Regions from separate parts of the Macaca mulatta genome. Here region 1 is linked to region 2. The links are chromatin contacts, called in public Hi-C maps. All regions are on one chromosome and are shown on one strand. The core of a region is the stretch at or near the end of the contact, and the rest is flanking DNA. Distances in the headings are between cores, read along the strand shown. Region 1 holds the start of CCDC126 (coiled-coil domain containing 126). Region 2 holds the start of FAM221A (family with sequence similarity 221 member A).

Evidence for each region. A called contact is a pair of places that touch in the nucleus more often than the background predicts.
Region 1: a Hi-C map of fetal cortex germinal zone shows a contact between it and region 2, with 1.7 times the contacts expected there. The contact joins the promoter of CCDC126 here to the promoter of FAM221A in region 2.

What each region holds. Positions count from the first base shown.
Region 1 is chr3:104,751,549-104,755,107 of T2T-MMU8v2.0, reverse strand. CCDC126 (coiled-coil domain containing 126) reads left to right here and starts at 1,724. Exons shown (of 4, transcript NM_001190944.1): 1 at 1,724-1,820; 2 at 2,180-2,264.
Region 2 is chr3:104,675,280-104,678,442 of T2T-MMU8v2.0, reverse strand. FAM221A (family with sequence similarity 221 member A) reads left to right here and starts at 1,323. Exons shown (of 7, transcript NM_001194079.2): 1 at 1,323-1,414. The coding sequence starts at 1,350.

The DNA.
Region 1 (3,559 bases), core at 475-2,974, 76 kb before region 2:
CTTTAAAATAAAGCTTGTTTTTGTTTTGTTTTGTTTTTGAGGAAGAGTCTTGCTGTTGCCCGAGTGCAGTGGCACAATTATGGCTCACTGCAGCCTCTACCTCCTGGCCTCAAAGTGATCCTCCTGAGTAGCTGGGACCATAGGTGCATGCCACCACAACTGACTTTTTTTTTTTTTTTTTTTTTTTTTTTTGTGGGGGTAGAGATGGGGTTTTGCCATGTTGCCCAGGCTGGTCTTGAACTCCAGCCTCAAGCAATCCACTTGCCTCAGCCTCCCAAAGTGCTGGGATTATAGGCATGGGCCACCATGCCTACTCTATAATAAAGCTTGTTATCTGGTAGCACAAGTTATCCTCCTCCCACTCCTTCTCTTTTTTTTTTTTCTTCCTCCTCTTCTTCATGAATGCTTGTCTTTGCTCTTCCATCGCATTTTAAATTAGCTTGTCAAGTTTCTCACACATACACAGACATTTATTGAGATTTTGTTGGGAATTGCACTGGCTCTGTAGGTAGGTTTGGAGAGACTGGCGTTCTTCAGTATTGACTCTTCCAATCTATGAACATGTTATATCTTTATTTAGGTCTTCTTCAGGGTCTTTCAATGTTTTTTTCAGGCAGGTTTTGCATTTCTTTGATCTATTTATCCCTAGGTACTTGATATTTGTTTGGAGCTGCTGTAAATGGTATCTTTAAAAAATTATCTTTTTTACTGGCATATATAAATAAATATTGATTTTTAAAAATATGATTTTTGTATCTATTAACCTTGTTAAACTCTTTTATTGTTAAGTTTATCTGCAGATTGTTTTGAAGTGCCATAAACATAATTTTTTTTGTTTTTTTTGAGACGGAGTTCTGCTCTTGTCGTCCAGGCTGGAGTGCAGTGGTGCGATATTAGCTCACTGCAACCTCCGCCTCCTGGGTTCAAGCAATTCTCCCACCTCAGCCCCCCGGGAGGCTGGAATTACAGGCGTCCGCCACCTCGCCCGGCTAAGTTCGTATCTGTAGTAGAGACGGGGTTTCACCATGTTGGCCAGGCTGGTCTCGAATTCCCGTCCTCAGGTGATCCTCCCATCTTGGCCTCTCAAAGTGCTGGGATTACAGGCATGAGCCAACGGCGCCCGGCCTCCACGTACATAATTATATCATCTATGAAAAAATAATTTTGTTTCTTCCTATTTAATCTTCAATCCTTTCATTTTTCTTGCCTCACTCCATTGGCTAAGGACTTTCGGCTGCAATGATGGGTATTCTCATCTGTAGCACACTTAATCATCATTAAGCTTTTCCAGCCTCAGGTCAACAGTATTGGGAGGTTGGTTTCTCACTGGAGGGTCGGGAACAAGATGCCAGAACCCTTCTTCCAGAGCCTGCAGCGAGTTAAGGCCGAAGGTATGCCTCTGGCGGGCTCATCTTCCAACACAGAAGAGCCCGCCGCCCCTCTCTGGTTGCCGCGCAACGGCGTCGTTCTGATCCAGGGTAGGTGCAGGGCGGCTGGAAGCACGTGTCGCCGCTTCCTCATTCTAAGACTACATCCCCCACAATGCTGCGCGCTGTGGGCGGCTGGCCCCCGAGTGCGGGAAGGGCCGGCCGGGAGGCGGAGCGGAAGCCGAGTGCGAGGGACGAGCGGAGTAAAATCTCCACAAGCTAGGAACAAACCTCGTCCCGACTCCCACCCCCCGGCCTTTCTCCAGCCCGATCTGGAGGCTGCTTCGCCAGTGCGGGACGCAGCTGACGCCCGCTTATCAGCTCTCGCTGCGTCGCCCCGGCTCAGAAGCTCCGTGACGGCGGCGACCGTGACGGGAAGTCCGCGGCAAGGTAGTGAGTAGGGGGCGAGTCTGCCAGCCGGGCCCGCACCTCTAGCGCAGCCCCTCCGCCTCGGCGGCCGCTCCTCCCCCGCCGCGCCCCCGTCCCCGGTCCCCGCCCAGCTAGGGCCGCTGCCGCGGAAACCCGGCTTAGGAACGGGCCGGCAGCCTCCGGCCGCGGCCGGCAAGGCTCTTTGTCCCTTTCTTTGGGCCGTGCCTCTGCCCCTCCGCGTCTGACAGCCGCGGTCCCTTGGCCCGGACGGGGAACCGAGCGTGGCTGGGGCTGCGCGAGTCGAGCGGGGCGGGCTCGGTCCGGAGCTGCGGGATGGAGAGTCCAGGCGGCACCGCACTCACTTCTTTTTCTGTTTTTGACAGCTCAGTTCTCTTCTACTTTGGGAGAGAGAGAAAGTCAGATGCCCCTTTTAAACTCCCTCTTCAAAACTCATCTCCTGGGTGACTGGTAAGGATGAACTTAAACTGCCGTGTTGATTGTTGACTGTGGCGGTAATGAGAATGGCTCAGCCAGCGAGGGTTCGAATCCTGCCTGGGTTTCTCTCACTGCCTGCCTTGGTGATCTTGGTTACTTAAAGGCTCTAAGCCTGAGTTTTCTCATCCATCAAAACACACACGTTTACGTTATTAGAATTAAGAATATAGACCTATAACGTCATTAGTACTTCATTTGATGAAAAGATCCTTTGTGATACTTTATTAGCTATGACTGAAGTGACCGAAGTGGCCTCTGGACTTGAGTTTTGTGCTTTTCTTTTCTTTCTTTCTTTCTTTTTTTTTTTTGAGACGGAGTCTCTCTCTGCAAGAGCTCACTGCAAGCTCCGCCTCCCGGGTTCACGCCATTCTCCTGCCTCAGCCTCCCGAGAAGCTGGGACTACAGGCGCCCACCACCACTCCCGGCTAATGTTTAGTAGAGACGGGGTTTCACCGTGTTCGCTAAGATGGTCTCGGTCTCCTGACCTTGTGATCTGACCGCCTCAGGGCGGCCTCCCAAAGTGCTGGGATTACAGGCGTGAGCCACCGCTTCCGGCGCTTCTCTTTTTTTAGTCATTAATACCTGGGTTTTGTGTTCTTCACTTTATCTTAAACCTAACGAAAAGATTCGTTAACATATGCCGTCTTCCTCATTTCTGCTGTTTTGAGATGGCTGAGACTGTTCTTAGGAAATTGATGACTCTGCTTTTCTGTGGATCAGCTTTAGAGATGCAAGTATTTATTCACCTCTCCCCTCCCCGTCAGTTGTGTCCTTTGGGGATCCTTAGAGGCGCTTAAGTGTTTGTTTCGTCAGAGTAGGCATCCAGGTATTCTACAGTCCTGCCTCTGGGCTTCACCATGTTTACCTTGGGTCAACTTTTTTCTACTTCTGTCTGCATCTTCTCACTGATTAATAATTTCCCCAGTTTGGGATTTGTGTTTTTTTACAAGTTGTAGTTTTTGTTCACAAGACACCCTGAGTGACTGCAATAAATTCCGTCAGGAATGACTTGATAATTTCACATTGGTCCCTTTTCAGTTTCAGTTCTTGCACTATTTTCTCCTGAATTTTACTGACGTTGGTTATGAATTTTTCTTCAAGGAAATCTCTATGATCCTTAATTGAAGTTTATTTTTCACTTAAAATGTCTGCTCTGTACTACTTTGAGTTCAAACACTATTACACAATATGTGCAATAACAATCCTGAGTAAGTGCTGTTTTAAAACACGCAGTTGTAGGGGGAAAAAGCCAGTGGGCCTGATGAATT
Region 2 (3,163 bases), core at 74-2,573:
ATATTGTGTGTGTGTATATATACATATATGTGTATATATGTGTGTGTGTGTGTGTGTATATATATCTGGGCGTGGTGGCTCATGCCTGTAATCCCAGGTACTCAGGGGGCTGAGGCAGGAGAACTGCTTGAACCTAGGAGGCAGAGTCTTCAGTGAGTCGAGATCCAGCCACTGCACTCCAGCCTTGGCGAAAGAGTAAGACCCCATCTGGAGGGTGTCGGGGGGAAGAGGTATAATGGACAGCAGCAAACCACAGGTGTGATAGGAGAGAATACTAAGTTGAGATCAGCCTCCTAAAATATGAATCCGATTTCAGGATCATTCATTCATGTGACTGTCAAGAACGCCTCTGAACAGGAGGAGGACTTTGGGGAGAGGGTGGGGTTTGTTGAAAGGGCACCGAGAAGGGAGGGGGGTGGTACCCAAACAATTTGTTTACATAATGTTTTTTGGACCTGAAATATGTAGAAAAGTACTTTGAAAATAAAGTACTGTACCGAAGTTTAATTATTTTTCTTATTGTTTGCATATTCTCCCTCCCAGATAATTTACAGAGGGCGCTAAAGCTGATCCCCTGGGAGCTTCAGAGTTTAATGACTCCGCCTGACGATTTCTATTCTTTTCCACAATGTGCTAAGTCAAATTATGGCCAAATTACCAATCGCATGGTGATTCAGCTTCTAAATGTTTTGCAGTGTTTCCAAAAGTTAAAAAAAACAAACAAATCTTTACCTAAATTGTTTTTACATGCTTCACCTTAAATCAGTTGTTCGGTTCCTTTGAAGAATATGCTGCTTTAGCAGCCCCCAAAGTGAACCCAGATACCCAGGACTACTGATTGTTACATCAGAGTTTTTGAAAACGCCAGTACTAGAAACAGGTCGACAGTTAAGGAGAGGCGGGCCTCAAACTAAAGCAGAACCTTCTCAAAACCACTTATATTTCAAGAGATGGATTAAGCGAAAAGAGCTGTACAAATAAATAAGCTATTTTCTATGCGCCTGTTATAGGCAAGGCACTGCACTCCCTTGTCACTTGTTAATTTACAAGAAGACTTGCCGGTCCAGGGAAAGGGAGAGGGGATCGAGGCAAGGTTTATGGAGGGCGGCGAACTGCACTATGCGTGGCGCGGGGCTGAGCTTGCGGACCCCGGGGTTCTGGTGCCTGGCGCCAGCTGCCAGGTAGGGGCGCGCGTCCTGCGCAGTTGCCGCGCGCGGCCTCCTTGGGCTTCAGGCCCGGCCAATCAGGAGGCGGGCGGACGGGGCGCAGCGCCTGGAGGGGGCGGGGCCGGGTGGGGCTTCGCGGTCGGCGGGCCAGCAGGGAGGGCGCCTTTGGCTTCCCCACCGGCCATGGAGCGGCTGACGTTGCCTCCCCGCGGCGCGGCGGCAGTGGACGAGTACCTGGAGTATAGGAGGTGAGGCTGTGGCTCCGGGCCGGCCCTTCGCCGCTCCGAGGGGCCACGATCCCTGGGCTGAGGGCGAGGGCAGGGGCCCGGCGGGTGTCCGCGGGGGTTCCCTGAATCTTTGCCTGGGTTGTTGGGGGAGGCCTAGATTAATTCCAGTTTCGTCTTTGCCTAATTAAATATTGTAGGGCCACGCAGTTCTATGCAATGATGAGTCTTCCGATGCCATTTAAGAAGTCCCTCTGCTCCCTTCCAAGAAGGATGGCTAACTCTAGTTGATACAGAGGTCCAACTGTTTTTTAAATGGCCATTGAAAACATTCACATCGAGTACTAGAGGCTATAGAAGTTAGCATGCATCAAATTAACCCAGTAATAGGGTCAACTGTGAACTTCTGAACGCACTCCCCACCCCGAGGTGCTGGTTTTAGGAGAAAGGCACCGACTGGTGTTTTGGTGTTCTGGAGAAACCCCTTCCGAAACTGGAAACGTAGGCGCTCCTTTGGCCTGAGGACCCGGCTAATTGTCCTGGGTCCTGACCGAGGCTGGTGCACCTGCAGCGACGCGCTCTTTTTCCGCTTCCTGGGGGTTTTGATCGTCCGGAATCTGGGCGGATGGGAAGTCCTGGAGAGGGCCGCCAGAGGACGCGGAGTTGGGGCTGGAGGATGTGTGTGTACAAGCAGAGGGGAGACGCTCCAGACTCGGCCAGGGAGGCCGGAGCGAGCGACAGGGCCTCCTCTGCGGCATCGTGGGCGACCCAGATGACCCAGAGGTGTGCGCGCAGACGGCCCCCCAGCTGACTGCTCTCCCGCGCTCCGACTGCCCCGTTGGTGTAGTTTTCGGTAACCCTTAGAACTGCCTGGAGATTCTGAGCTAGAAGAATAAGGGCTAGGAGCTTGATGGGGTCAGTTCCCACGCCCGGTTCAGGATCAGAACAACCACCATCCAGTCCTCGCGCAGAGCAGAGCCGGCTCCTTGAGCCTCCAGTTCTCCAGAGCTATTGCCTGGGAGCAAGTTGCTGGAGCTGGTGTTGACTGATAACTTGGATATTTAGATATGTGAATTGTGGGCCTCCAGTTAATTCTTGCCTAGCTCCGAACATGTTAGGGCAGACCTGGTGGGAAATTATGTATTTATTTATTTTATTGAGACAGGGTCTGACTCTTGCCCAGGCTGGAGTGCAGTGGCGCGATCTCGGCTCACCGCAATCTCCACCTCCTGGGTTCAAGTGATTCTCCTGCCTCAGCCTCCCGAGTAGCTGGGACTACAGGCGCCCAGTTGATTTTTGTATTTTCTGTAGAGACGGGATTTCACCATGTTGCCCAGGCTGGTCTTGAACTCCTGGGCTCCGCCCGCCTTGGCATCCTAAAGTGTTGGGATTACAGGCCTGAGCCACCGTGCCCAGCTGGGAAATTATTTTTGCAATCATAAATAACTTGAAACACTTCCCTCTGAAAGAGATTATTAGGTCCTTTACTGACGTCAGGATTTTAGAAAAGTGGGGAAAACAGGACTTGAGTGCCTAGATGTGAAAAGGTGGGCTGGGAAGGTGGGGTGGGAAGATGAGTCAAAATATGAGTTTAGAAGGAAACAAACTTTTCTTCCTAAGAGTTTTCCTGGATTTGGTCTTGTCTAGGTGCTTTGGTGGGAGTCAGTTGGGAGGGGAAGCATGCAGGCTTGTTACACTGTGGGAGTAACATATATACACATATATATTTATACATTTATATACAGGTATATAAATATATATATATATATATAT